Linked DNA regions of Mus musculus: regions 1, 2, 3, 4 and 5 are each linked to region 6. Evidence: chromatin contacts called from public promoter capture Hi-C data. All regions are on one chromosome and are shown on one strand. Each heading gives the region's core, a stretch centred on a gene start, on an enhancer-like site or on the middle of the called end of the contact. The rest is flanking DNA. Distances are from core to core; before and after follow the strand shown.

Region 1 (5,116 bases), core at 615-3,114, 1.6 Mb after region 6:
GCATTCCCTGGCAACTGCAATGAGGCTAGTGACAGACACCTGACCCATACTGGTCCAATCAGACCTGAAGAAAAAACATACTCCAAGCTTGGGAGTTTTATCCTCTCCTCTTCCCCTAGTGAATAAGAAAGTACTGTTATGTCAGTCATCTTGAAACCATAAGGAAGACCAACAATGCCATAGTAAATGCCATAGTAAACCCTGATGGCATTGCTGAGCCAACAAATCTATGAGTTCAGTGTCCATCCTTCCTCTGCATTTAGTGACATAATTCCCCTCAGTATTTAACAGTTAGACTTTATTACCCTAATTTCACAATGGGGGGGGGGGGGAACAGGCAGTTAAGTGGAGTTAAGTGACATGTCCATTATCATATAGCTAGTAACTGACAATACCACAGCACTGGAAGGCAGAAGCCATGGTCTCATTTTGCAGCCCTTACTATTGTGCCTCAAACACCCACCGCAGCTGCAAGAAACTTTGAAATGAGGAGCACAAGTCTGAAATTTCATTAGCACCATTCTGTAAATATTGTGTTTCTTGAGACTTGATTTTGTAGATTTCTGGCTGCCTGTGGCTATTTTTTAAGACAGAAACTTTATGTAACACTGGTTGTCCTGGAAATCGCTACGTAAACCAGGCTATCCTCGAACTCATCTTCATGAATTTATCCACTGCCTCTGCCTCCTGAGTGCTGGGATTAAAGGTGTGCACAGCCTGTGGGGTTTTTTTAATGACAAAATATATTTGCCGTTTAAGAAAGAATAATTTATGCTAAAATACAGGTTTTTGAAAGTCTTCACTGTAAATGTCCATCTTATGGAGGACAGTTCGAAAAAACTGTAAGAGGGGAGAAGAGTCGACTTCATACTAATGCTCACTGGGCAGTAAAGCTCCAGCTACATACACACACACACACACACACACACACACACACACACAGAGAGAGAGAGGGGGGGAGGGGGAGGGAGGGGGAGGGAGGGGAAGGGAGGGAGAGAGGGGGGGATGAGGGGGAGAGAGAGAGAGACCCCCCCGCCCCGCCCCAAGCCAGCATCCCCGACATCCTCCGAAGCTGACCCTCCCCCACCCACGGGCCAGGTTCTGAAACTTGATCCTGCCAAGCAACCAAAGCCACAAACCCTGCAGCGCCCAGACCTGGCTTCATCCTCCCCACAACCCCAAAAGGGCATTAGCCGAGGAGGTGGGCACGATAGAGGCGTTTTAACTTTTCAAAGTGTTTCATTCGCGAGAGAGCTCAAAGGGCCGATCCCACCAATCTAGGGTTTCACTCCACAACCTCACAGGTGCTGGTACCGAGTGCTGAATGAACCGCCGCCAAGCCAGAATTTAGCCCGGAGGTGAAAAAGGCCTCAGGAGGAACCGAGTCTGGTCCCCAAAAAGACGCCCGGGAGCGTGGGGAGGGCTCCTGGAGGCTGAGAGGGGACAATGACAGCTGTGACCCGGCTCCACATTCTCACCTTGAACATGTCGCTGGCAGCCGCGGCTCCGGCAGGGTCACCCCTCCCTTGGCCCCTCCCACTATAAAAAAGGCAACTACGGTGGCCGGGTTAGATCCTGATTCCCTTGACCACGAGCGAGCACGAGATGATGCTGTGACGCCAGCTTAACCCGCCAAAAGCTCGGCCTGCGCCGCTAGGTGGCGTGTCGCGTTGCTTAGCAACCGAGAGGCGCGCGCGGGAACCTAACAAATTCAAACCCCGCCTCCTAGACAGTCCTGCCTCCTTGCAGGCTGTTGCTAGGCGGCAAAAGGCTGCAGGTCCGTGTGGGCGGCCGCACGCTGTGGTGAGAAGAAGGCGGTTCTCTGGCTCCCTGCCGCGCCGGGGACTGGCTTTCGCCTCCACTGCCAGGCTCCGGCTGCGAGGGTTGAGAATCCTGCACGCTGAGGCAGCCAGGCGGTGGCGCCCGACGGACGAGGGTAAACTGCACCAGTCTCTTAGGGAGAAGCAGCGGATCGACCCGACCTTGGGGCATCGATTTACCTCATAAAAGGTTTTTCCCTTAAAGAATTTACCTTGCGCTGAACGGTCCTTAAGTTTTACGTTTAAACTAAATGTAACATGTCGCTTACTTGTGAAAAAATGACCGGTACCGGTGTTTTTCTTTTTAAAGTACTAAAGTGTAAATCTGACAATCAAATATTGGTCCCATTTAATACTTGTAGACGTAAAATGGCAGTATTTGGCTATTTGCGAGAAAAACTGGCGTTGTCGCTGGTTTAATAATTTCATTTTTTCCACCCAAGTCTATGGGCACAATTGTCACGGCCGAGCGTCCAAGGCTGTGAAAAATCTAAGGCTAGGATTCAACTCCAGGTAGGCTGCCTCTTGAAATCTCAGCGCTAGCCTCAGGGAACACTAGCGGGTCCGATAAAGACGGCGTATTTCATATTTCGTTTCTGTCCTAATTCGACAGAAAATGGAAGAAGCCCTGTGGGCGGGCGTCCTGGAGATGCGGAGATTTTTTCAGTGTAAGGTCACTTGTCCTTTTACCCAGAGACTGATTGGGACACACCTGTCCTTAAGGAAATTAGGGGGGTTTTTATTCGCTGAGGGAGAGAGAGAGAGAGAGAGAGAGAGAGAGAGAGAGAGAGAGAGAGAGAGAGAGAGAGAGAGAGAGAGAGAGAGAAGGAAAAGGCGCGCCGCGCGTCTGGGACAAGCTGGAGCGCTTCGGTAAGAAGTTAGGTTTGTCGTAGTATGTAGTATCGGAGCTTTAGTTCAGTGATTTGTGGTCAAAGTTTTTTGGTTTTTTTTTTTTTTTTTAAAGCGGGACTTTGCGGTGTTCGAAAGTTTCAGGGAGGAGAAAGCCCTAGAGCTCAGCCTACTGCCGGACCAACTTCCAAATGTTACGAGCGGCTTTTTTTTCCCCCTTCTCAACAGAATTGTGTGTTCCGAGCCATCTCCATCTCCAGACCCTGAGGAGAAATACTGAATAGACTCGGAAGGCTCTGTCTGCATCAGTAAGGTAACATCTTAGAAGTGGGAAGCATGGTGATGATAAGTTACAGCCAAAGCGCTTGCTTAATGCCAGGAGTTGCGGGGGTATGTGAACTAGGAAAAGAAGGAAATGACAATTTCACCTTCACTAAACTCTAACTGAACTTTAGCATTTAAGTACGGTGTAGGCAACAAACCTTAGTATTAGCAGTACTTGCGAGTGTCGCCAATAGAAAGCAGGTATTTTCAAACCATTTACAGTCACAGCAGCTAACTAAAAATATCACTTATGCTCATTACTACAAAAGTACAATCGTTATTAAATTTTTATTTTATGCATAAAGAAGACACGTGTTACTGAAATTTCCTTTTAAAAGGTATTTTGAAGATATGAGTAAGAATTTGGGGAGCTTCATCCAGACGGGAATGTAATACTTAAAAGAGTAAAAACTTTTTGGTAGAATCAGTAATCTCTTACGTACTGATCAAAACACCAAAGGGGGACGGAACCACGGAGAGGTTAAGCAATTTGATTAGTCTCACAAGTGTTCAGTAAAAAATGGACCAAAAAAAAATCTTTAGAAAATGTGTAAAATTCTCCACTCAGAAAAATATCCCCTGCCAGTAAGGAGTTTGTGAGGAAAATGACCAATCCTGAATTATTGCTCCAAAAAGCTAACTTCAAGAGCCAGGTGTGGTGGTGATCATCTGTAATCCCAGTGTACATGGGGTGTTGGGGCAGGAGGTTTAGCTTCAAGCTACTGTCTGCTACAGATTGAATTTGAGACCAGCCTAAGCTACGTGGGACCCTGTGTCCCAAAAAGACAAGTTAACTTCAGTGCTACAGTGACTAGAAGGAGAAAGATGGGCAAAAGGGAGACGGATTAGGAGGTTATGGAGAGGTCCAGTCTTTCTGACATAGCATGTGGTATTTCAGTATGGAAAGGGTACAAACTGGACACAACACTAAAAGCACACTGCTTTCTTCTTAAAGGGATTCAAAACTTTACACAACAATCATAGGACATTTGAGTCTAGTCCAAATATAAGAACGTGAGGATTATAACCTTAAAAGCTTAATGTTATGTGTGTTCAGATTATTTCTTTGTAGGGAAAATGGAAAAGTCCTCAAATACAACAGGTTCTGGTGGTCCAAAATCAGATAGTCAGCTCCCAGAAAAGCTCCGCAGGACATTCTCTGCTCGTGCTGCAAAGATAAAGGCAAGAAAAGCGTAAGAAGCCATCCTTTTGCCTTCTGTTGTAATTCCACAACTAGACAAATAACGAACTTACCCACCTTCTTTGTTTATTTGTTTGTTTTGGTTTTTTTGTGTTGTTTGTGTGTTTGTTTTCTTAATGTGTAAATTAAAATTGAGGGGTTTTTTCTTTTTTTCTTATTTATTTACTTCCCAAACGCTACCTCCCCCTCCTGGTCCCCCCATCCCAGAGCCCCTTCTCCCATTCCCCCTCCCCTTCTCCTCTGAGAGGGTGGGCCCCACCCAGGGTTTCTCTCCACCCTGGAGCATCAAGTCTCTGCAGGGTTAGGCTCACTCTCTCCCACTGAGGCTGGATCAAGGCAGCCCTCAGTCTCTGAGAGGCCTGAGGGTACAGGCATCTTAACTCTGTTGGTCTTCCTGTGGAATTCCTATCCCCCTTCAGGGCCTTTAAACCTTCACCCAACTCACCCACAAGAATCCCTGACCTCTGTCTGTTTCGGTCAGCTGCTCTCAGAAGACAGTTATGCTAAGTTCCTGTCGATCCATAAGCATGCTTTCCCAAATTTTGGTATTTTTTTAATTACCTTTGAGTTGAATATTATGACCTTAGAATTTTGTAACTTATTAAAGCATGTTAACACATCTACTTGCTAATACTACAACCTTCTTAAGCAGTTTTATTATTACACATTATAAGTGAGAAAGAAGGGCTGGAGAAATGGCTTGGTGATTAGGAGCTACTTCCTAAGGACCACAGTTCTGTTTTCAGGACCCGTGTTAGGTGGTTCACAACCTCCTGATTCCAGCTCCACAGGATGCAGCACTCCTGGCCTCTGCGGGAACCCGCACTCATACACACATACCCATATGCAGGCACACACATACACATAATTAGAATATTTTTTAAATATGTTTTTAAAAGCAACTGAGAAGTTACGTGACTTA
Region 2 (4,526 bases), core at 1,307-3,806, 1.4 Mb before region 6:
AAACCAAAGATACTAAAATGTTGAGCATATTGATAAAATGCAATAGTAGATTAGATCAGAGATATATGGTAGGTGATGGTTCTCAGATGGGAGTTGAGTAAATTATAAAGTATTATAAATCACAATCAATACATGTGGCTTTTTACTATGAATAAGCACACTAACAGAATGGTTGAATTTACTAATATTTTAAAAGGGCCAATCTGGCTGCTATGCTGATAAATGACTAGAATTGGGAAATTACAAAAAGAAGGAGAACACATAGCTACAGTTGAAGTAATGGTTCTGAATTATGAAATTTAGAATGAATTTTAGAGACAGAAAATGCTAGTGAAATATATGCGAGGTTATAAAAAAAGTAAGGATTATTCTGTTATTTCTGATCTCATAAGTTGTTAGAATACATACATTAATTGATAAAATGTGTTAAAGAATGGTTGTCAAGTTCTCGGTGAAGATCAACAATTATTCTACTATTAGACAAATTATGGGATGGGGCAGAGTTGCTTAGAGATATTTTCCAAATAATATGACAATAACTTAAAGACTGAAGTTTTTTTTTTTTTTTTTTGTTTTTTGCAACCTTCCTTTCATGTTTCTTCCAGACATCATGGAGTACTAGGATTCACTTTGGCAAAAAATTTGTATAGTAAATCTTACCTCAAAAGATGGTTGTTAGTGACCAAATAGCACAAATTACATGATTGATTTGTTTTAATTTAAATCTGAAGTGTCTCCCAAGGGCCCATTTGCCCACAGCTTGGACAGTAACCCATGGTGCTACTAGAGCTTTTAAGAAGTGAGGTCTAGTGGGAACTATATTGGTAAGTGGGACTCTACCTTTTGAAAAAGAGAGTGAGACCCATATCATTTGAAAGGTTTCTCTTTTGAATTCTGGCCATTATGTAAATAGCTTTGTGCCACTGACTTATAATAAGCTAAATTACCACAGACCAAACAACAACAACAAAACAGGGGCAACCATCCATGGACTGAAAGCTCCAATACTATGAGTCCAAGCAAGCCTGTCTTTTTCACAAGTTGATCATTGTATAGAATCTGGGTAACAGAGATGAGCAGCTGATGTTGCTTTTGTCTACCATCTAGACTTTTGTTGTAAAATTCATTGTCTGAAACTCAGATGCAACTATATCAAATGGGAATGCTGATAGAAAACCAGTCTCAGCCTTACATTGGTGATACTAACTTTGAATCTGTGTGTTATCAGAAACACTATGTGACTATATGTGTACATTGGCATGTGAGAAGCACCACTTTTAGAATTTCAAGACCATCAAGGCTAAAAACCTTTTAAAATTTCAAATACAGAAAGCAAGACTGAGAGACATCATATGAGGTCGAGTATCCTAATCCTCAAACCAGCATTCTTTTTACTACAATGGAGTCTCAAATCTCAGTTAGCTTAGACATTCTTGTTTGTAGAAGATAGAGGAAAATCAGAGAGCTCCTGTTTTAGAAAAAAATGCCATCTCTGGGAGAAGAGGCAGATTCTTCTTCTATTAGTCACCCCTTGTCCCTACTCAGGACAAAATTAGCTATGTAGGTTAGGAATTTTCAGTTTATTCTCAGAGATAATGTCAGATGACCCCAAAGTATATGAATGTATGTATGTATTCATGTATGTATGTATGAATATTTGTATGCATGTATGTATTTATATTCAAAATACACATGTATATCACTAAATTCTACTCATTATTCTAATCCAATTCTGCTGTTTTCCTCCAAAGGTTTTCAGCCTTTGAGACTTGATTCTTAATTCCTGTTCATGCACTGCTCAGGCCAGATGAGGTTCCAGAGTTTTCTCAAGGCACATTGTTTGGTTCTCTCCTCTACACCTTGTCTCAAGCTTCCATTTCTTCCTATTTACAATGTGTTCCAGGACATCCCCCACTTCTGTCTGTCAAGTGAGACTTTAAGAAAGTGTCATTGTTGGAAGAGCATATATATATAGTGTCTGTATGTGTGTACCATAATAGGTATGTGTAGCAAGAGACCCAGAGACCCAACCGAAGTCAAAGGATGGCTTAAATTCAGAGTGAAGTATAGGATTCAGTTTTTCTTCATTTTTAGTAGTCTTTCCCAAGCTTCATATTTTCTGTTAAAACTCTTAAACTTCTGAAGGTATTAATATAAAAATGCAAAGCCAGAGCCAGAAAGTAGCTTCTCCTCGTGTCTGAGAATCCTTACTTTTTCAACTTTTGGCTTTCTCTGGAACCCCAAGCCTGCTAAATCATGTACATGAACTTTAAAAACTTAAAAAAAAAAAAAAAAGCTGCATTTTGCTAGCTGCCTCCTCCCTTCCTCCCCACAGATTAGGCTAGATCTAACTTTGGGCCCTTCCCTCCCTAGACCCAGCTTCAGTTCCTGGAGCTTTAGTAACTATTGCCAGACTTGTGACTTGGCCGGTGTTTACCCGCCAGACTCACACTGTCCTTTCAGGGGCGGGGTTTATTTGCATAACCACTCCCAGACTTATAAAATGGTCCAATAGCTGTCCTGCATTCCTTACAGGGGAGGGGACGGGGATAGGCATAACATGAAAGAAATAGAGGATGGATTTGATCTGTTGTTGCTACACGTGGAAGTGAAATGACTCCAGCAGAACCTTGGTTGCAACGGATTCCACCTATTGTGAGAGCGGTATGCCATCTGGGGGCTGAGGGGCGGCTGTTGGGCTGGGTGTCTGCTCTGTACTCGAATGCTTTTGTTCAAAGAATCCCATTGTAAGATCCATCCATTTGATCTTGACAGAGTAAGTGTGGGAACATCCTTCGTGTGGTAAATCACTTGGAACCTGTGGCACCTAGGGACGGAAATAGAGGACCAGAGAACTATATCAGATGTCCCTCTAAGAGTGCTACAAAGTCAGCATGACTTGTGGGGGGAGAAGGGATTCTGTGGCTCTCAGTCATTCTATCCGTTTGTGCCCTGACAGCATTCTCCTAGATGTCAGAAACGCTGTTATCCCTACAGCTTTGAGTAGTCAGTTCCTGCCTGTGCAGGTTCGAACTGGGGCCAGATGGCCGCTGGGAATATGCCCGGACTTGTCCAACAACCCTGTGCATCTGGGATCCAGAGATAAGGAAGAGAAGGAGCCTGGGAGTTAGCTCTTGGAGAGGAGGAGGGAACAGATTGGACAAGCAGAGCATCCTGTGGAAAGCTGAACTAGCCCACCCACGTGGTGCCTGGGCAAGTCCGGGCCTGTGTAAAAAGCAATTTGGCACTGTGTATGGGGGCTTTCAGTCCAGCCTCGTCACCAGTGCGACTGAGTTTCATTTGATCACTTGCTGCTGGAAGCCGAGCCCGGGACAGTGATATTTTGATCCGGCCTCACCCCAAACACTGGCCAAGGCCCAGACAGCTGCAAGAACTGGCAGGGTGAAAGGAGAAGGGACCTGCCAGAGACTAGGCTGGGAAAACAGGCTGTAAGATCTCATTTTGACAGGTTTTGGCAGCGCTGGCCAATTTCATCTAGGGCAGTAAGAGGTAGTAAATTGTGGAACTCGCTGTCCAGGTAAAGTTTCTGTCCCCCTTGACTCACCATACCTTTCATCCAACCTATGATGCATACTGAATATTTGCCCTCTATCACCAAGTTTGAAGTACTAAGCCATATAGAGGCTGTTCTCCCTGGAGCCTTAAGAGACTCATCCTGAGTGTAGGACGACAACCAATACTGCACAAGATGAGCTTTAAACATACAAGCAAAACTCTCTGAAGTTGTCATTGTAAGGACCATATCAACTAGAGCTAGAGAAAGACAGATATGGGTTTGCTTGTTTTTGTCTGTTTGCTTGCTTGTTTGTATGTTTTTGGACACCTTTTGAGTGTTTGATTTTTCACCAGAGGTACTGAGGGAAGATTTGTCTCAGGTTTCTTTGGGACCTGATACAATCCCATGTAGATAAGGCTGGATTGAATGATACTTATTAGCTGAGGAGGATTTTAATTTCCGACCTCCCTGCCTCTAACTCCTAATGCTTTACATATAGGTCTGTGTTCATTATGCCCAGCTGACTGTGGTTCAATCCTAACACCTTTGCCTGCTAGAGAGCAAAAGTATTTCTATTCAGATCTCATTCCACCATATAGTGACTGTGTGACCTTGGAGAAAAGGAATATTTCTCCCTCTCTGAGCTTCATTTTACTACAAGCAGCAGTTGAGTTAATAATAGTACCAACATCATCGAGTTATTGTGAGAATGAACTGAAATAATCCATGTAAAATACTTGAACACGCTTAGCACAGTGCAAAATAAGCACTCAATAAATGTTAGCCGTGATTATTTAAGATAGATTATGTAGCACAGATAGGATTTCAACAGGTGGAATAAGGAGAGAAGACATTTTAAATAGAGAAAACATAGGTAATGGCCTGACAGCAAGGAACTCAGAGCACAGAGCCTGAGAAAGGAGCAATAGTTATATTGGATGTTTTAGTATAATTAGGGAAAAGTACAAGTTAGATTGATGAGAAAAAAACACAAGACTGGATGCTTGAG
Region 3 (4,626 bases), core at 2,103-4,602, 1.4 Mb after region 6:
TTTGTAGAAATTGAACCACTTATATGTGGTTAATGGGATGTAAAATGGTTGAGCCACTCTAGAAAAGATCTGTAACTTCTTGTAAAGCTAACACACACTTACTATAAGCCCAGAAATTGCACTGTTGTACATTTAACTCAAAGAAATGGATATCTGTTTACACACAAAAAAATGTAAAAATAAAAATTAGGGGCTAGAGATGGCCAAACCGTTTTAGTCAGTTCAGTTCCCAGCACCCACACCAGGTGGCACACAACCACCTCTGTAACTCCAGTTCCAGGGACTACAACTCTCTTCTGGCATCCAAAAGCCAGCACATATGTAGCATACACACAGAGAAACAAACCCACATACACTTTGAGGGGAAGTTAGAAAGACAGGCCTGCTCAGGGACAAACATCTGGATAAGAACTAAGAAAAATAGAAGGACTCAGGGGTTTTAATTTAAAACAACAACAAAGCAGCCTATCTAGACTCATGTCCCACCCCATCTAGACTCATGTCCCACCCCTCAGACTCTCACCTCCCAGTGTCCCCTCCCAGCTCCAAGGAAAGAGCCTGAGAGCCTTTTAGCTTCTGGAAAGCTTCCCACCCCCACCCCCACCCCCCCCCCCCGCATTCCAGTCCTTTTGTCTTTTCTGCTCACTCAGTCCTTTGCCTTTTCCCCCAAAATGAACTCAGCTAACACCAGGATCCCTGTTACAACATGAACAGACACAAAAAAGAACGTTAAACATTTAAAAGAATGACGCAGAGAAAGATTTTTCTGATAAGATAAAAACATGCAAAAATGCGTATGCTCCTGGTTCTTGTCCAATGATAAAAACACGACTCTTTGATCAAGCAGGGATTTAAACATCATGCTAACAATGCACATCTGAGAGACCTGAAAGAAGAATGTGGAGTATTAGGCAAAAGAGTGCCATTTAAAATATTTCCACGTGCATTATTATCTTATTGACGTAAGAAGCTCTGTGCCTGAGCTTAAAAATGCTATATGAAAGGTAGCAGAAAAGCCTTAGCCACTGGCTCAGGGTGGTGAGGATTCAAAACTGATTACTTAACTTTGATAGCATTTAGATATTTCAATCCCCAATGATGAATATAAACTGTTGCCATAATGAATTATGTCTCTGTATATGACAAAAAAATAATACGTGAATTTATCGGGCAAAAAAAAAAATTTCCTCTCAGGCTTCTAGCTTTAGCAATGGGGTAGATTGTGTGATTCATTCATTTATCAAACAATCTTTATTGAGAATATAAAACGTATTAGGTAGGCATTGTTCTTCGTGCTGAAGGTACAACAACGAGTAAATTGGGCAAACTTCCATATCCATATCCCTAAAGAAACTCCCAATCTCATGTGACAAAAAGAACAAAACTAAAGGAAACAGTGGTGAGGATATACATACATATATATTCATATATATATGAATATATACATACATATATATTCATATATATATGAATAAATTTTGAAATAATAATTTTGAGAATATCAAGAGATATCCACCTGGAGAAGGGAGGGGACAGCAGGGTGCAAGTCCATAAGGTACAGGCTGGATCATGACTGAAGATACAGACGTGGAAGCAGAGAAAATATAAAATGGCACCTCAGACCTCCTTTCCTGAGTCTGATCACGTCCCACTGCAGACACTTTACAGAGGAAGTGCTGAGGAAAAACAGGCAGCTGACAGGGGAGGTTGCTATGCAACAGATGAGGGAAGTCATCCAGCCTGGCAGAATTGATGTTGGCCCTTGGGGACAAAATGCTGCAGTCCTTCCTAGCATTAGCCTTCTTTCCTATGCAGGCTCCTCACAGGAGCTGACGCCACAATAAATGGGAAACGCGCTAAGGTCTGCCCGGGACTTGGGAAACGGATGGGTTTGGATTGAGTCATTTCGCATCTGTATGCCATCTTTCTGCGTTTGTTTCCCCAGCTGTCCTGGAAGCACAGCTGGCTGTGTGTCCTTGGGCACGACCCTCTTTGCGGGATTCCTGTTTTGGATAGTAGTGAGTAAACCAGGCTCAGAGAAGTCCACTAAAGTGTAGTGACTATATCTCAGGGGACTCACACAGCGAGGGACAGATAGGGCAGACACTCCTCCCGGAATTCTAAAGCCAAGGCCAGCTTCATTCTGCAAGAACAAGGCAGACACACCTGAATGCTCTGGCCGCTCCAGCAGTCACCAAGAAAGCCTGCGGTCTCGCTCCTGGAGACTGCCTACTAAGAGGAGCACAGAACGAACCTAAAGGGTCCCCACACATGCCAGGCCTCCTAGAACACAAGCCTTATTCCCATGGAACAAATATTGGGGAGAGGACAGCTTGTTATTCCAATAGAGGTTGAAGGAGTGCCCCTGTTCTCAGACTAGATTTTACACTCAGGAAAATCCAGGCCCCTCATGGATGGTTTTGTTTGTCTTTTAGATCAAGTCTCAGAGTTGCACAGCTGGCCTGGAACTCAGGGCTTTCCCTGAGTCCCCAGAGTGCTGGGATTACCAGCCTGCGCAGCGGTGCTGGGGCAGGTTCTGGCCTTTCTGTGTGGTACCAGCTCAATGCCCCGGGCTTCTGCATTAGCTACCTGGTGTGTTAAATGAGAATGTTGCACTCCATCCATCTCCCTAAAACAGCCTGCAAGAAAAACAAGCCCCAGGGCAGACCCCACAGCCCAACGCCTTTCCCTCACCTCTCTAACCCAGCCCTCAAAAAGGGTTTCGATGGGCAAAAACTGCCAAAAGGGCGAGAGAAAAAGCTCATTTTCTGAGTCCAGTGAGAGGAAACCTATAGATCCCCCCCCCCCCCGGGCGACCCTTGCTCCGGTATCTCTGCAATGGTTTTTTTTTTTTTTCTGGCCTTTAAGGTTTCTGCGTCGTAGAGTGGGTGAACTCAGCAGAGGCCTAGCATGTTTCGAAATAAGAGACCCCCGCGGGGGGCCTACCTACGGGGCTCTGCACACGGGGGTGGGCGGGAGCTGCGGACCTGGCTAGAGAGAGTTCGGGAAAAAGGGCGGGACTGAGCATAGACGCATTGCGGAGAAAGGTAGGGGGCTGGTGTGTCGGGCCAGGGGGTGGGACCGAAAGGCGCTGCGCATCTGTTGAAGGAGTGGATGCGTAAGGAGAAGGGGAGGAGGAACCTTTGTCCACTGTCAACCTGGTTGGCGGTGGGATAGTGTGCTGGCAAGGAGGCGGGCTCTCCTCCAAGTGCACATGCGCAACAATGGCTCTGGGATGAAGCTTTTGTTGGGAAAGCAAGCGGGACTCTTATTTGGACAGTGATCTGCTGCGCATGCGCGGCGCGTCCAGAGGCGGTGGGTGGTATATTAGGCGGAGAGGCGGGGTCGCCCGAGCTGCCGCGCTGGCATTTTCTCCTGGACGCGGAGAGAGTGCGGGTGCCGAGAGCCGGACAGAGCCATTCCCGATCCTCTTGAGTCGCGAAGAAGGAAACAGCGAAGGGATTGGGGTTCGGCCCTGAGGCAAGGTGAGGTTCGCCCCCAGACGGGGCATCTGCCCCCCTGGCGCGGCGTCCTTCCGCCATTCTTTTCTCCCAGTCCCTTCACCCTGGATTCGGAAGCCCCCTGCTCTGCCTGCTCCCGGATTCAGACCCTGCTCCCGACCCTTTTCTAATTTGAAACTCCGTCCGTCCCCCTGAATCTTTTCTCCAGTTCCCTCCCCGAATCCTATTTCCCGACCTTGATCCCGTTAGATGGTTCCTCTGAATTCAGAACCTTAATTCAACTTTTCGGACGCCCGTGTCTCCCCGCTCGCCGCCCTCCCTCCCCGCCCCCGTAAACTACCGCATCCACAGCTCCTCTCTGACTCCAAAACGGCAGCGCTGAAGCTTTTCCCTGGCCGCGTCTGAGATTGGAGATGGTCTAGCGGGACGACCGGTTACTTTTCCCGCTCCGCTTAGGCCTGGTTCTCCCCCCGGACTCGGCACCTCACCCGCCCCCAGAATCAAAGCACACACGCACACAGAATTCGGTCCTATGTCTTTTCCTTCTGTAGTGTAATGCCCAGCTCCTCTCTCCCACACCCCCCCCCTTAGGCTCTGCTCTTGCCAGGGAGACGAGAGCTATGGCTCAGAAACCGGACGGCGGTGCAGGCCTCCGCGGCTTCCAGGTGAGGACCCCGCTCCCAATTCCCCCATTTTTCCCCTGCTGACAGTTTACGCCCACCCCCGGCCCCTTAGGTCGCGCGAATGGCAGGATCTGATTTTGCCCTTCTTCCGGCCTAGACACCGCGGGCTCTCAGATTTCTAGCGTTTATCGAATGGGGGGGAGGGGCGGCCCTTTTCAGCCATCGGTCCCTGCTTAGAGAAAGGGGAGACCCTGTTAGTCAGGGCATTCTGCCCAGAGAATGCGGGTTGGGTAAGGAACCATTTTTTTTCCATAACCCTGACGCGTGTAGAGCAGTCTGTCGCCCCATCCCCCAACCTCTCGCCTCCACCCTCCCTTTCTCCACGCCGCGAGACTCCCCCTCCACCCTCTCGGCTTATCCTCCTTGATTCCTCCCTCCTCGGGTCTTGAGCTCCCCACCTCAAGCCTAACCAGTCCGTCTCTAAACCCATTTGGGGCTCAGAGCTTGCACCACATTCCGCACCAGCCCCTGCTGCCACAGAC
Region 4 (5,083 bases), core at 327-2,826, 1.7 Mb after region 6:
TGCTAACAAGTTGAAATTCCCTGTACATTGCTGGATCTACTGAGCATTAGAGAAACATGGATGCATGTGTAAGCTCTTGAAAAACCATTTTCAAATGATTAGAAGTATTCAGTCATCCTGTTCTGTAGATACGAAAAGCAAACACTGAAATTAAAAAACACACACGCTTTTAAAATGACAACAGTAAATCAGATTGACAAAGGAAGTGAACCTCTTAAAAATAAAAAAGACTAAATAAATATAAGGTGTTAAATATTCTGAATAAGAAAGGGGGCTGAGAGGCCTAGAAAGATGAAAAGCCCTACAGTAACATTAAATTTGAATTAAAGGATACCGTTATTTAAATAAGCAGTTGGCATTTTGTAGAGGGAAGGCCAACGAACACTGACTATTAAACAGCTATCCATCACTGCGCTGTTCTGCTAGTCCTTATTTACTTATAATATAGAAATGAAGAGGCAGCAACAGTTAGCCACATTAACCACTCAAGCAAAGGTTACCTAAAGAAAATGACCTTACATTTTCCTACACCACTATACAGCTATAGATTATTTTCACATATATGACCTCATATAGTCCTCACTACCTCTCTGATGTGGCTATTATCGACTACACCGCATAGATAAGAAACTGAGGCTCCGTCCGAGATCTCCTCAGTGCGAGATTTTCTCAGTCGCCCAGTCGGACCCAGACATTCTGATTATGCCGCACGCATTATGCCGCACATTTCGCATAGTTCTATTTAAGGCACAAACAGGATTTTTAAAGGGAAGGAACCGGTTAAGGGGGAAATAATCATGGTACCTGCAGCTCTATGCTGCAAAAAATGGCTGAATTATGCTTCTTCCTTTTTTTCTCCTCTCTCTCTCTCTCTCTCTCTCTCTCTCTCTCTCTCTCCCCCCTCCCACCAGAAAAAAATTTACATTTCAAACAATTTAAGTAAACTCAAAAGACAAATTAGCTCCCAGCATCTACAAAATGTTTGAGTGCGGCCAGTGCGGTGAGGGCCACGGAACCCGTGCCTTCCTCGGGGCCGCGAGCAAAGCCTGGGCTCCGCAGGCCGGCGGCCAGGGGCGGCTACGCACCTCGGGGGTCCTGTCCAGCCTCTAGTGGACGGCAGTCTGCATCAGGAAGAAGTGGGCCAGTGGCCGAACGGTGGGAGGGTCGGGCGCCGGGATGGACCGCGATAGCTCCTCGAACCTCTACAAGGGGCCGCTCCCTGGCCGGGCCGGAGCGCTCCGGCGCCGGGCGAGCTCGCAAGCCCGAGGCCCCCCGAGAAACAGTCCTGGGAAAGAAGACAGCGGTTGAGTGGCGAGTCCAAACAGTTGGGCTAGGCGTGACGCGCGCGGCGTCGGGGCCGGGGCCCAGCCTCGCCAATACCGGGGGATGTCGCGGCACTGCACGGGGCTCGGCTGGAGAGGCGACTCAGGACCACCAACTGGGGGACAGCTGAGGGGGCCGAGGGCAACAGAAACGCCAGCGGGAACCACATACACGACGGCGTCTCCGGGTTTCTGCCCCCAAAGCGCGCGGAGCCTCGGGATCACCCACGCCGGGGGTGGAGGAAAGCGGGAAAGGGGCGGGAAAGGGGCGGGGCGTGAGAGGGCCACGAGCCAGGGGCCGCTCCGGGCCTCGCGCCCCCTGCGGGCCGAGGGAGCCGCCCGGGGCCCGCCCAGGGGGGCGGGGCCCACGGGCTAGGGGCCCGGGCCAGGGTCTCGAGGACGCAGAGCCGAGCCTGTCCCCGAGAGAGGGCGGGGACTGGAAGCCGTGGGTTAGGGAGCAGGCCTGGGAGGCCCCCTTAGCCCCTGAAGGCGCCCCGTGGGGGCCGGCGCGCCGCCTGGCGGGTGTTTACCTTCCCCCTGGTTGAACGCCAATGCCGCCATCTTTCAGCCCAGGCGCGTCACTTCCGGCGCCACGGAACGGGAGCCGGTGTGGGAACCGGGTAGAGGGAGGGTTGTCCCACGCCAGCTGCGCGCCTTGCCCCAGAGGCGGGCCTGCTACTGTAGTGGGGTTGGGGGGTGACGCGGCGGGGCCGGGGCCAGAGAGAAAGGAGGTAGAGGGGCTCTGCAGGAGGGATCCGCTGAGGTTGACCCTCAGAGCCCTGCCGTCGAGGCTGGAGAGACTCGGCCGTGCACTTCCACCCCTGCAGCAGGGTCACTCCGCCTGGCCCGGAGGTGGGCCCCGTGGCGCTGCAGCGAACACACAGTGCGCAAGTTGAGGGCTAGGAAACCTGGAAAATTCCATTTTTGCATCTTGCACACCGTCGGATGAGGGGAGTTTTGCCAATGGTACCTGTTATAAAAGTGACTAGGTGGACGCCAAATGGCAATCATTTTTTATAAGGCAATTTGCAATGAATCATTGCGTCACGGTTCCACTTAGCTTATCGCATGCAAATTACATGTTTCACATGCAAATTTCCCAGAGATGGAAAGAGTCATCGAAAATGGCATTATCTTCACCAAAGGTAGAAAAGTACGAGCTAAAAAAGCGGGTTTGTTTTGCATCAAAATAGGCAAGAAGGAATATACAGAAGGCACCAATTTCAGTTGTTCCTTGAGGAGGGGTCTGTTTGTTTTACAAATCTGCTCTAGAATTCTAGGTCATGGCTTTTAAATACTACCCTTACTTGATTTAAGAAAATGGAAATACACTGTAAGACTTTTGTAAATTTATTATATATCTCTGTAAGAGAGCTGTAGATGACAAATACACAGTTGAAGCCACTGGTTCTACGACCAGTTAAAAATTAAGACAACCGTTAACCATTTCTGATCTTAACAGATCTCTTTGCTTCCCCTGTCTCTAGCTCCACCACCGAAGCCCATCCCCCACCCCCACATCGCCACTTCTCTCTAAATGAATATCCTGATGAACTTTTCAAGAGACTGTGACTAAAAGTGATCAGTATCTCTTTCTAACAAACTTGATTAACATGCCACATTTCCCAAGAGGCCAAAGTAGCACATCGTGTACTGTTTTGCTGAAGTACACTACTTCATTGTAAAAATAATTATTATTTTGAAAATAGGAAATAATCTCTTTTCTGACTTAAACACTGAAAGTTCAAAACTTGTCTCACCTATTCTGTTTTTTCCAGTAGCCCCTTTAATGCCTTTATTTGTGTTGGTTATTTTTAAATCCTAGCTGGTTGGGTGGGTGAGCTGGCTCAGCAGGTAAGGGTGCTTGCCACAAGAGTTCTAGCCTCAGGATCCACAGAGTGGAAGAGAGAACTCTCTTCACTCACAAGTTGTTCTCTGACCTTGACATGTGTCATGCCTGCACACATACACACTTAAACAAAAGATAGTAAACAAAAGATAGTAACAAGATCTTAAATTCTAGTTTGCTATCTTTGTATATTACTGCTTGATTACCCCAGAATGTATTACCTTAAAACAACACATTTAAAACTTAAACTATAAAATTAACTTTCAATTGCACACATTCAATGTCTGAATTTTATGTTTTATATGTCATAAATAGCTAAAAGAGTTGAATTTTTTTACATTAACTAACAGACATGCATTTTAAGCTATACATTACCATAAGTGAGTGATCTGTCTAGAGGTTTCTTTCTGTTTCTGACTTGGAAAACAGACGTGTTTGTCTGGTGTAATAGGTATGTATAACAGTGAGTGGTGTCACAACGTATTCTGATCAGTATACACATTCTCTGGCGTCATGTGATCTCATCTGGCATTTTCTTCTGTTGCTCTGCCCAAAATCTTTTCAAAACGACTTTCCTGTTTCTGAAAGTGAAGGGTTTGTTTGTTTGTTTGTTTGTTTGTGGGTTTTTTGGTTTGGTTTTTTGTTGTTGTTGTTTTTTGTTTTTTGGGGTTTTTTTTTTTTTGCCAATATGTATGAGTGTTTGGCTGCTTGTGTGTATGTGCACCTGCTGTGTGCCTGGTGTCCATCGAAGTTAGAAGGTATCATATCCCCTGGAACTGAAGTTACATGGAGCCACCATGTGGACACTAAGACTAAGCCTCTGCATGAACAGCATATACTCTTAACCACTGAGCATCGCTCCACCTTCCTATACTGTGTCTTTCCACCCATCTATATATGTTTACTATATAGAACCCCCCCAAAGCTATCCTTAACAAATGATGCTGAGCCAGGATAGGTGCTTGCCACACAATCCCCCAGAACCCACATAAAAGTGGAAGATGAGAATCGACTCTACAAGGTTGTCCTCCGACTTCTACGTGTATGCTGAGGCATACCCATCATATACATACACATCATATACATACACATCATATACATACACATCATATACATACACACTGATTTAATTCTAAAAATAAATGTAGATGATGCCACTTTCACTTCTCTCCCTAGGGATGAAAGCTAAGCCCTCGCTGTTTTTTCAAGTACTGTATTATATATAGGATGGTCTAACATTTTAATACCCAGGAAAATAAAACCCCTTTATCTAAATAAACTGACACCTGCTGCAGTAATTCCTGTTTTCACTTGCAGCAGGCATCGCTTAACAACAGTGATATATTCTGAGAAATGAATAAGCAAGTGATTTTACTGTTAGGCAAACCTAGACAGACACCTAATATGGCGCACATGTTTAATCCCAGTGAGGCAGAAGCAGAGACAGGTAGGTCTATATGAGTATAAGGACAGCTTCATCTACATAGTGAGTTCCAGGCCATTGAGGGGCTACCTAGTGAGACCTCATCTAAAGAGAAAAAAACTATATAGTTTTTCTCAGTACCATGGTTTGCTATGACTGGCAGTGCAGTAGGTTTCTTTATACCAGAATCAACCACAAAAGGTGTAATGTGTTGCACTCCAGTGTAAAGATAGCTGTAACATCAGTAGGTAGTGGGGATTTTTCAGCTCCATTATAATCTTTTGAGTACAGTCTGTAGTTGATTGAAACTACATCCTATCTATCAATCGATTGATCAATCTATTTTACATTTCTTTAGTTGGGGAGGGAGGCATAGAGACCAGACAACTTGCAACAGTTAGGTTCTTCTTTCCACTATGTGAGTGCAGGGAATTGAACTTAGGTTGTCAAATTCAGGTTGTCACACTTGGTAGTAAATGCCTTTAATGC
Region 5 (4,657 bases), core at 2,058-4,557, 1.8 Mb after region 6:
CTACCTGTGCATCCTGGGCTGGCCTTAATTCAGCACTATGTGCCTCAGCACTGCATTGCTTGAGATTCTAAGTCTGCAACCTAAGGTTGAGTTTTCAGGAATGCTTTTATCTTCTACACAGCCTCCTTTTTACAAGTTCTGCAAGCCAGGCAGTGGTGGCACACATCTTTAATCCCAGTGCCTAGGAGGCAGAGGCGGCTGTATCTCTGTGATTTTGGAGCCAGCCTGGTCTATAAAACAAGTTCTAGGATAGCCAGGGCTACACAAGAAACCCCATCTCAAACAAACAAACAAACAAACAAATACAACAACAAAAATATTTTGCAAGGGTAACCTTTGTATCCTTGTTCTTTCTTTTCACCAGGATTCTACACTCCATCTTAGCCAGAAGGCAGAGAAGTGATGCCAAGGTTGTAGAGTCACTGACACTATTAGAATTTAAGTACAAGGTAGCCAATGCTTAACCACCCAAGGCTTGGTTGAGAAAGGCTTTTCAGTAATCTTCAGCACACTAAAGGGTTGAGTACACTTTCATAAGTGATGTAGGCTTTTTTTTTTAAATGATAGTTCAGTTTCTCTTCCTCCTTTTTGTGTGCAGTGCTGGCTACCAAATCTAGGACCTTGCACACGACAGGCACATTGAGCTATATCCCTGTTACCTTTCCTGTTTTGAAAATTTAAAATCAAAATACAGTTGGCTCTATTTGTGTGATCATCAGTAGGACTCTCGTTGCACTTTAATAGAAATATATCTAATTTAAGCATCAGAAGTAGGCGTCTTTTCCCTTTTCCAGTCAAAGTTTCTCTATATATGCCAAGTAATCACATAGGGCTCTTTGACACTCAATACCCAATAACTTGTGTGATCTTGTAAATTGAGGCAGCATCTTTTTTTTTCTTTATTCTCCTGAATGCTCTTTTCTTAAGTGCTTTGCAACTGCTAGAGTAGTTGGTGGTTAACGAGGGAAAACCTGACAAGAGTGCTGACATTGGCCTTTCTGTTTGGAACCTGCTGTTTATGGTTGTGTGGCTGATGCAGATTTCCTCTGGGCAAACCTACCATTAAGTAGAGGCCCTTAGAAAGTACTTTAACATGGGTTATCATTAAAAAACCTGTATTAATATGACTCTCTAACCGTTCCCTCCCCATACTTTTTTGAGGTGAGGCTGGTCTTCAAGACAGAGTGAAAAGAAGCCCTTCCTTTCAGTTTCCAGAGCATCTAGACATGCAGTGCCTGTGTGCCAAGTTTCCCCAGTGTTTTGAGATGGCCTTCCTGTGCAGTTCAGGCTGGCCTGCCATCTTCATTTCCGTGCTTCAGACTCCTGGCTGCTGAGATTAAAGGCATGTGCCACCCCTGATCTTTTCTCATTTCCCAACTTAAAGTACTCTTGCTTAATTTTATTTTATGTCGATACAGCCTGTATCATAGCCCGAATTTCCTATAAATGATGAAGATGTCATTTATATTTGAAAGACATTTGTTTGTTTGTTTGTTTGTTTTTCCAGCCAGGGTTTCTCTGTGTAGCCCTGGCTGTCCTGGAACTCCCTTTGTAGACCAGGCTGGTCTCAAACTCAGAAATCGACCTGCCTCTGCCTCCCAAGTGCTGGGATTAAAGGCATGCGCCACCATTGCCCAGCGACTTTTTTTTTTTGATGGCAGGAAGCTAAAACCCCATAAGAAAATGACTGATTACTAGCTAGATCTACTAGATTTCTAGTAGATCTGAGCGGAAAATGAAGGAACACTTTACAGATTTATGCCATCTTCTCCCATTGTCCATGCTAATTTCTGTTCTTAGTATAGGTTCTACCTAAGAGAGCACACACACACACATACACACCACACCACACCACACACGCACGCGCGCTCACATTAAGTAGAGGCCCTTAGGTGTGTGTGTGTGTGTGACAGAATCTCACTGAATATACCACAGTCTGGCCTGAAACTTGCCAAAATCCTTTTTGGATTGTGGACATTACAGGTTTGAGTTATCATGCCTGTCTCCCTTTTAAAAACAATTTTATGATTGTAAGCTGATGAAACAATTTACATTCTTAGAATATGTTTAAAGACACCTCACCCCAGTTTGCAATTTGCTTTATCCTTTTTGTTCTTTAAAGATGTCTTAACTATGGGAAAACAGCTATCAACACTGTCTACCAATATGTCAAGCTGGGTGTCTGAGCACACGTCTGTGATCCCAGCACTTGGGAGGCCGAGGCAAGAAATTGGCTATATCCCGAAATATCCACTGTCTTATGTCCCCCAGTACACCACAAAAAGTTCTATCATGTTAGAGTCTACAGTAATGTACAAACTATATAGTTTAATGTTTTTCGGTGGTAGTGGCCCATGCCTTTAATCTTAGCGCTTGGGAGGCAGAGGCGGGTAGATCTCTTGAGTTCAGCCTTGTCTACAAAGTTAAGTTTCAGGACAGCTAGGACTACTCAGAGAAACCCTGTCTGGCAAAAAAAAAATGCCACATAGTGATCTGGATTGAGAAAAACACAAAACTCCTATTTTTAAGTTTATAAATATTTTGTTGAATCAGATACTTTCACTTCTTTATCTTCTTAAAGTTTAAGAGACTTAAGAATTTTATTTAAAAAAATCTCGATAATTGTAGAGTGTTATAGCATTATTACATACATAAAAGTTATGATCCATAGACTTCCAGTGTAACACACGTGTAGTTTCTATAGCACTAAAAATCTCTATTCTCTGCAGTGTGCTAAAGGCTTCAAAATGTACCTAACCCCCCCCCCCATAAAAAGAGACCAATTTGGCTTCCCGACAGAAAGCTTATTTATTAAAAAAAAAATTACCGGGTTTGGTTGTTATTCTAGGTACCCCCCCAACACTCTGCCTGCACCATTCAAATTGGCAAGGCCATTTTCATTTTGTTTCAAAGTTGTTTTTTTTTTTTTTTTTTTTTTTAAAGGGAAGGCAGGGGACGGCGAGGGTTGCTAAATTTATCTTCATCCCCAGGCACCGGGGATGAAAACACACACACACCGCACACACACACATTTACGGCGGGAGGGGGGTCTGCGGGCCTGCAAACAACTCGAGCCACCGCCTCAGGCCGGGACCCTCGCGGAGAGGCGGTAGGTGTCCCCGAAGGCCCCCGGGGGGTGGCCGCGGCCCACAAACATGGTGGGGGGTGGCCCGGGCCTCCCGCCTCTCGACGGTGTCGGTGGGCCACGGCCTCGTGCGGATTTTACAGCCGAGGCGGCGGCGGCGGCGCGTGTGTGGCGGCGGTGGCGGGCGGGAGCGCGGAGGTGGAAAGAAGGGGGGCGCTGTCACGGAAACTCGGGCCGCCGGAGACCCCGCCGCAGCGAGGCCACTGGGCTCCCCGGTTGCGGGGCGTGAAGGGCGCCAACCCGGGGCGTCAGCGGGACCCACCGGGCGGAGGAGGGGGCCCAGCTACCCTTCCGCATTTTCCTGGGTCTCTCTCCCCGGCGGTGACGTGACGTGCTGACGGCGGGCCCGTGCCGGGGAGCTGGGCCGCTTTTTGTCAGCTCCGAGCTCGGCCCCTCCTCCCTCCCTCCGCCCGCCCCACCAGCCGGAGCCCGGCCCAGTGCTCCAGAGAAAGGCCGGCCTGCAGCACCCGCCACCGTCGCCGACCGCCGCACGACCGTCCGGTGAGTCCGGGGCGCCACTGCGGCCGTAGGGCCTGGTGCGCGCGCGGCGGCCTGCTCTCGGCCTGCTCGGCGGCCCGCAAGGCGCCCTCCCGCGCTAGGCCGGGCGGCGTGGCGCGCGACGCCGAGCAGGCCCCGAGGAGGCCGCAGTTAGGCCCGGGGTGGCGCCCGGGCGCTCAGAACGGCGGTCGAGGCGCGTTCTGGAAACGGGCGGGGACCGGGGCAGTGCCGCCCGGCGGTTGGGGAGGCGGCTGAGGGGTCCCGGGTGGGCGACGTGGCCGACCCGGGGCACCGTGCGGGGGCGAGGCCTGGCGAGGAGGCTAAGGCTGCAGGCATGAGGTGAAGGCCGCAGGCCGGCCCGGCCGATTTTCGCTATGTAAATATCGGCGAGGGGGGGGGGAAGAGGGACGGGGGACAAGATGGCGGCCGGCCGGCGCCTGCTGCAGGCTACGACGGAGGGGGTTGCCGGGAGGGGGAGCCGCCATTTTGAAGGCGGCGTCTGAGGAGAAAATTCCGCTACAGCCCGTGAGGGGGGGTGTGAGAGCGGGCCGCGGCGGCGCTAGCTACGGGGACCGGAGCCCGGGCGCGGCGTCGAGTGTGCGCGCAGGGGCGTGTTCGCTCCCCATGGCGGCCATTGCCCTCGTCGCCATGATGAGCACTTGGATCCCAGGCGCTTGGCGGCAGCGCCACCTTCCTGCCCAGCCTCCCACAGCCCCGTGACTGGCTGCTGTTTCCGCTGTGTTTCAGTTGAGCTGCCGCAGGCGGCCATCGCGGCCGTCTTGGCGCTGGAGCCACCTCATCTGTATGGCCCCGGGGCTCCGAGCCTTTTCCCGGCGCTTTGCTGCCGCTTCAGGGTGATCTGCCGCGGTGGCAGTAGTGGAGCCGGAGACATTTTCTTAGGACTTTATTTTCTCAGAGGTAGATAGACGTGGCCGTTAGGGTGACCCTGGTGCGGTGCTTCTCCGCCAATCGTTGCTTTCACGACTCTGTGAATAAAGAAAGAAAAGTGATGGG
Region 6 (5,131 bases), core at 1,840-4,339:
TCACAACCATCTATAATGGCATCAGATGTCCTCCTCTAATGTGTCTGAAGAGAACAACAGTGTACTCACATAAATAAATCATTTTTTTAAAAAAGAAAAATAATATTAGGAGGGATTTGTTAATTTAAGGGGTGTCAAGGGTCTCTTAGACAATGAAACACTAAGAGCTCATCTAGCTTAAAAAAAATAAGGAAACCTGCTGGGAGCCAGGCCCATCCATGGCTCTCTCAGGTCCTGATGAAAAGACAAGGGGCCTACTTGGCAGGGTCCTTTCTGGGCCTGGGGGCAGGGCCTCAAAGGAGTCAGAGTTGCAGTTTCTGGGATCTGGGCATGCCGTGTTCTCTTTGTCATCATTGTATCGTTTAGCTTTCTGGGGACCTTGACTATCCCTCTCTCCTGCCAACAGTAAGTATGAAGTTGTGTGGCTTAGGAAACTGGCTTGAGCAAGACCTCCTGATCCCAAATTTTCTCTTACCTTTATTTCCTGCTCCTTCCCCTCAGAGACCTTTACTCAAGAACAACTTCCTGGTCCAGGTCAGTAGAAGCAGGAAGGCAGAGTCAGGTAATGAGGCAAAAAGTCAGAGGAGAGGGGAAGAGGTGATTGGAGAAGGCAAAGAGGTCGAGGGGCAGAGGCAGAGCAGCAAAAGCATTTGTAGACAGGAAGAGGCAGAGTGGGAGACACAGAGTAGTACAGGGAGAGGCAGAGATATGGAGGCAGAGGAGCGAAGGAGCATGGATGCAGAGAGGCAGAGGCAGAAATGTACAGGCTGAGTGACAGGCAGAGGTTCAGAGGGGTGAAGTGGAAGAGGTAGAGCCCGAGGGGCAGAGAAACAGTAGAGGCAGGCAAGCACTGGCAGAGGGAGAAGCAAAGCGGCAGAGGGGAGACTTAGAGAGGCAGGGGTGAAAAGGCAGAGAGACAGGGTGGAGAGGAGGTGGAGGCAAAGAGGCAGAGGGGAAGCTGCAGGGGTGGGGAGGCAGTGCTATAAGGAGAGAGTTCAAAATGCACAGGCAGGGCGTGGGGAGGGTATAGGGAACTTTCGGGATTGCATTTGAAATGTAAATGAAGAAAATATCTAATAAAAATTGTTTTTGAAAAAAAGAAAAAAAAACAAAGACAAAACCAAACCAAAACAAAAAAGAAATGCACAGGCAGAGGCAGAGATTAAGAGAGGCAGGAACAGCCGTGGGCACCAGCACACACTTGGTACCCAGATATATATGCAAACAAACACTCAGACACATAAACTAAACCTTGATATCAAAAAGAAAATCCAAGAAACACCACAGTAATGCCTTTGTTTAGGAACCATCTGATAAATATGAAACATAGTGGGGATAACTGTTGGGGATAGTGTATTAAACACTGGGGTCTCTTGTTTTTATAGTTCTCATGGTCTTAAGTAGTGTAAACAGGGAGAACACAGCTCCGTATCTGAGAATTTTAAACTGAGACTAGCCTTAGAGTTACACATAACTTAAGAAAACATGTTTTCTTAATTCTTTAGAGTTTTTAATTATATGTATTTGTGTTGGGGTATGTTATATGAATCCAGGTGCCAGATGAAGCCATTGGTGTTTGGTGTCTGTGGCACTGGAGTTAACAGGTGATCTGCACTCCAGTCTTCTGCCATTTGAACAATGGAACCACCTCTGGCTCATTTACCTCCTTTCTTAGCAGTCCCATACGAGGCCACAGGGCTGAGCTTCAGTGTCCTCACTGGTAAATTAATAAAGACAAAACCAACTTCAGTAAAATGACAAAATGCACAGGTCAACTAGAAGAATTATTTTATTTAGGCTATCGTCATAGGGAGAATACTTAAAGAACAACACAATAGATGGCTTTGTAGTGGGAGATAAACATGAAAGTCATTCATGAGTGTTATGGGGAGTCATATGAAAGCAAGGGAAAGAGTATTAACTGAAAGCATTTGCACAGGGATGTGGTAGATAACTGGAGTCTAGACTAATAACCTCAGGAAAGGGGCAGAGACTTGTCCAAGGTCACATTGATAGTGGCAAAGGAAAGGTAAGACTAGAACCCTGATTCTATACTCTCAAGATAATTCTAATTCCAGTCATTCAGGCCTTAAATCACTGTGCAACGGGCATCTATCAGCTTACATATTTCTTAGTAATGCTTTTATTTTAAAAAAGATTTATTTATTTATTTATTTATTTATTTATTTATTTATTTTATGTATATGAGTACACACTGTAGCTGTACATATAGTTGTGAGCCTTCATCTGATTGTTCGGAATTGAATTTAGGACCTGTGCTCGCTCCAGTCAACCTGCTTGCTCCTCTAGACCTCGCTTGCTCCAATCAACTCCGCGAGCTCAGTCCCTGCTCCCCCAGGTCAGCCCTGCTCTCTCAGTCCCTGCTCAGTTCGGCCCAAAGATTTATTTACTATTATTATAAATAAGTACACTGTAGCTGTCTTCAGACGCCCCAGAAGAGGACATCAGATCCCATTACAGATGGTTGTGAGCCACCATGTGGTTGCTGGGATTTGGACTCAGGACCTTCGGAAGAGCAGTCAGTGCTCTTACCGCTATTTAACATATAAGATAGTGGGTTCCGTTATGACATTTTCACGCATGTACTTTGCTCATATTAACTTCCTGCCCCTATTATCATCTTTTACTGGTTCTGACCCTTCTCACACTGTTCTCTTTCCTTCCTCCTAACATGCTGCTATTAATTTACTCAGTACTTGTCAAGAAAGCCGATTTTGTTCTACCAAATCTTAAAGCCAAAAACCAAAAAAAAAAAAAAAAAAAAAAGAACCTTGAAAGCACCCTAAGTACTGTAATCGAGAGCAATTCTTCCGTAGACCGCCAAGGGGCGCAAAGCTTTGTTTTGTTTTGTTTTTGTTTTTCTCCTTAAAGTCCATACACGCTGGGACAGACGACGCTCAACAAGACAGGAAATTATGGGAACCTAGAAGCTGAAAGGACTGTGTTTCTGGGTAGGCGGCTTTGTGAATGAACGCTTCCGGCAGCGAGCGGTGCCAGAATTCCGCACGTCAGACCTGTGTCCCACGTTCCTATTGGCTACAGTCACGTTGAGAGGCGGGCTGACGTCGGGGTCATATTCTCCAATTGGCTAATGGTGTGCCGTTTGGAGCAAGGGCAGTGTGTAGCGCAGCATGCTGCGCACTTCAGTTGAGGTTGGGAATCCGGGCGGAGACCTGCTCTTGGCTCCCAGGGCATGGATCGCGTGTGGCGTGCGTGGGACGGGCAGTCCTTCAAAGAGAACCAGCCTGAGTCGCCGAGTGCCAGGGGTATCGTCGTCTCTTGGCTCAGCAGGGCTGAGTGGGAGCAAGTGACGGTTTATCTGTTCTGCGATGATCACAAGTTGCAGCAGTATGCGCTGAACCGAATTACAGTATGGAGGAGCAGGTAAGGCGGCCGGGTCAACCCTCCTGCCTGGGCGCTGGTGGTGCCTCACTCCTTCCTTGGTCGAATTCCCCTACGGCCACATCTTCTATAGCCTTCCCTGAAATTGCCTTATGGTGCCTCTCTCCTAAGTGCCTGGGGAAAAGTTGCAGCCATGCTCCTGTACTCGTCGAAGGAAAACAGGGCGTACGTTCCAATAATATTTTTGTGTCTGTGAGGTTTAAGTTTTATGTCCAAAATAGAGGGAACCTGAGCCCGGGACTAAAAGAGTAGGTTGATATGTTAGGGTGGCTTTCTGGTTCCAGTTAGGGATTGGACTGTCACCGTTTAGGTTAGATTCAGGATTGAGAAGGCTCAGTTCGTTTGATGGGGGCGGGATATAGAGATTTGGGGTTCCCATACCTAAATAATTTGAGCGGGGAGAAAACGGACTGTGTCCACACAACTGTTGATGTCCTGTTCACCCCAGCCAGCTTCTCAATTCCTTTATTATTGTTGGATCCCGGGGACTTGACCCCGTCTTTTCCACAGGGTTTTGTATCTCCGTGCACTTTTCAGTATGTAGGGGGGGGGTGGGGGGTGTATAGTACAACGACCAAGCTTCTCTGGTAGAGGATAGAACAATGTACTGATTTTTATGATGGTGCTGTGGCCCTTTAGGTTAGGCAACGAACTGCCCCTGGCAGTGGCTTCTACTGCTGACCTGGTAAGATGCAAGCTCATCGATGCAGCCGGTACCTTGGGCACTGATGAACTTAGACTGCTCTATGGCATGGCATTGGTCAGGTAAGACCTGCACAGGGTAAGACTGGGGTGTTGGCTTTGGGAACTGGTAAACATGGATTCGGGTACTACCTGAAACAAAAAGCCACGGATGGGCCTTTGTGGGTGAATCAACCTCTGAGTTTTGTTTTTGTTTTTGTTTTTTTAACGTGGCCATGACTATGTCTTGTTCACAGGTATGTCTTGTCCACACAACCCTCTTTCCCTTTTCCAGAAAGTTTTTTCTCTTCTGTTCTTCCTTCCCTTCTAGAATGTGTAGGAGGTATGAAATTCAGAATATTTCATACATGTTGGGGGGAGGGCTACTACTGAGTTTTCTCATGTGACAAAGCCTTGTTCAATCTGTTTGGATGTCTCTCCCTTTGTCCTCTGTTTCTGTCACTTATCTGTGTTCCCCATATTATTTCATGTAGTCATTTATTCTGACATCTACAGCATATTGTGTTCTACATATGTCATGATTATTCTAGACCAAATTTGCCAAGACCAGAAGTGTCTTATTTGTCTGTGTTGTTTCCCTTAGTAAATGTTGGGGTGGGTAGGGACTATCCCTGCTCTGGCTGACACCAAGCATAAGAATGGGGAAGTCAGTAGAAAGGTACTTCATAAGGAATTTTGAGTAAAACAGTTTTTTGGACTATGCCACTTATGTCTCTCCCAACCCAGGTTTGTGAATCTTATCTCAGAGAGGAAGACAAAATGTTCTAACCTTCCCCTCAAATACCTGGCTCAGGAGGTATGTGCGAAAGGTTGCATTGCTCATTCTCTTTTTCTAGGAGGGCTTCCTAAGTAGGTCATGGGGTAAGGTATGCAAATCAACCAGTTTAGCTCATCACTACCAGATAAGCCAGTAGAAGCTTTAGGCCCTTAGCTTTCAAGTTTTTGGTGGTTGTTAACTCATGAAATAGTATGTTCCACGAGGGCACGTGTACATATATTACTGCTA

The links. Promoter capture Hi-C pulls out the DNA fragments that hold promoters and counts their contacts.
Region 1: a contact with region 6 is called in a promoter capture Hi-C map of erythroid cells, with 21 times the contacts expected there. The contact joins the promoter of Fam90a1b here to the promoter of Las1l in region 6. A contact is called at or near these places in 3 of 39 promoter capture datasets (erythroid cells, liver and pre-B cells) and 1 of 115 datasets of contacts at active chromatin or transcription factors (astrocytes).
Region 2: a promoter capture Hi-C map of embryonic stem cells shows a contact between it and region 6, with 5 times the contacts expected there. The contact joins the promoter of Eda2r here to the promoter of Las1l in region 6. A contact is called at or near these places in 3 of 39 promoter capture datasets (the 3T3-L1 cell line and embryonic stem cells), 1 of 484 Hi-C or Micro-C datasets (embryonic stem cells) and 5 of 115 datasets of contacts at active chromatin or transcription factors (astrocytes, embryonic stem cells and epiblast stem cells).
Region 3: a promoter capture Hi-C map of pre-B cells shows a contact between it and region 6, with 6 times the contacts expected there. The contact joins the promoter of Maged1 here to the promoter of Las1l in region 6. A contact is called at or near these places in 3 of 39 promoter capture datasets (cranial neural crest, liver and pre-B cells) and 1 of 115 datasets of contacts at active chromatin or transcription factors (astrocytes).
Region 4: a promoter capture Hi-C map of pre-B cells shows a contact between it and region 6, with 17 times the contacts expected there. The contact joins the promoter of Klhl15 here to the promoter of Las1l in region 6. A contact is called at or near these places in 5 of 39 promoter capture datasets (erythroid cells, liver, neutrophils and 1 more), 1 of 484 Hi-C or Micro-C datasets (B cells), 2 of 115 datasets of contacts at active chromatin or transcription factors (astrocytes and fibro-adipogenic progenitors) and 2 of 9 other capture datasets (adipose tissue and liver).
Region 5: a contact with region 6 is called in a promoter capture Hi-C map of pre-B cells. The contact joins the promoter of Zfx here to the promoter of Las1l in region 6. A contact is called at or near these places in 2 of 39 promoter capture datasets (liver and pre-B cells) and 1 of 115 datasets of contacts at active chromatin or transcription factors (astrocytes).

Annotation. Positions count from the first base shown.
Region 1 is chrX:94,363,525-94,368,640 of GRCm38.p6, reverse strand. It overlaps Fam90a1b (family with sequence similarity 90, member A1B), which reads left to right and starts at 1,864. Exons shown (of 10, transcript NM_001362881.1): 1 at 1,864-2,010; 2 at 2,898-2,982; 3 at 4,051-4,186. The coding sequence starts at 4,071. Apoo (apolipoprotein O) reads right to left here and starts at 1,531. Exons shown (of 9, transcript NM_026673.4): 1 at 1,479-1,531. The coding sequence starts at 1,487.
Region 2 is chrX:97,375,239-97,379,764 of GRCm38.p6, reverse strand. It overlaps Eda2r (ectodysplasin A2 receptor), which reads left to right and starts at 2,556. Exons shown (of 7, transcript NM_001161433.1): 1 at 2,556-2,664.
Region 3 is chrX:94,540,751-94,545,376 of GRCm38.p6, reverse strand. Maged1 (melanoma antigen, family D, 1) reads left to right here and starts at 3,352. Exons shown (of 13, transcript NM_019791.3): 1 at 3,352-3,485; 2 at 4,053-4,126. The coding sequence starts at 4,082.
Region 4 is chrX:94,231,423-94,236,505 of GRCm38.p6, reverse strand. Klhl15 (kelch-like 15) reads right to left here and starts at 1,576. Exons shown (of 3, transcript NM_001039061.1): 1 at 1,086-1,576.
Region 5 is chrX:94,122,057-94,126,713 of GRCm38.p6, reverse strand. It overlaps Zfx (zinc finger protein X-linked), which reads left to right and starts at 3,307. Exons shown (of 9, transcript NM_001044386.1): 1 at 3,307-3,646. It overlaps Gm46691 (a long non-coding RNA gene), which reads left to right. Exons shown (of 2, transcript XR_001782847.1): 2 at 1,162-1,465.
Region 6 is chrX:95,954,932-95,960,062 of GRCm38.p6, reverse strand. It overlaps Las1l (LAS1-like (S. cerevisiae)), which reads left to right and starts at 3,089. Exons shown (of 13, transcript NM_152822.3): 1 at 3,089-3,405; 2 at 4,063-4,188; 3 at 4,852-4,921. The coding sequence starts at 3,215.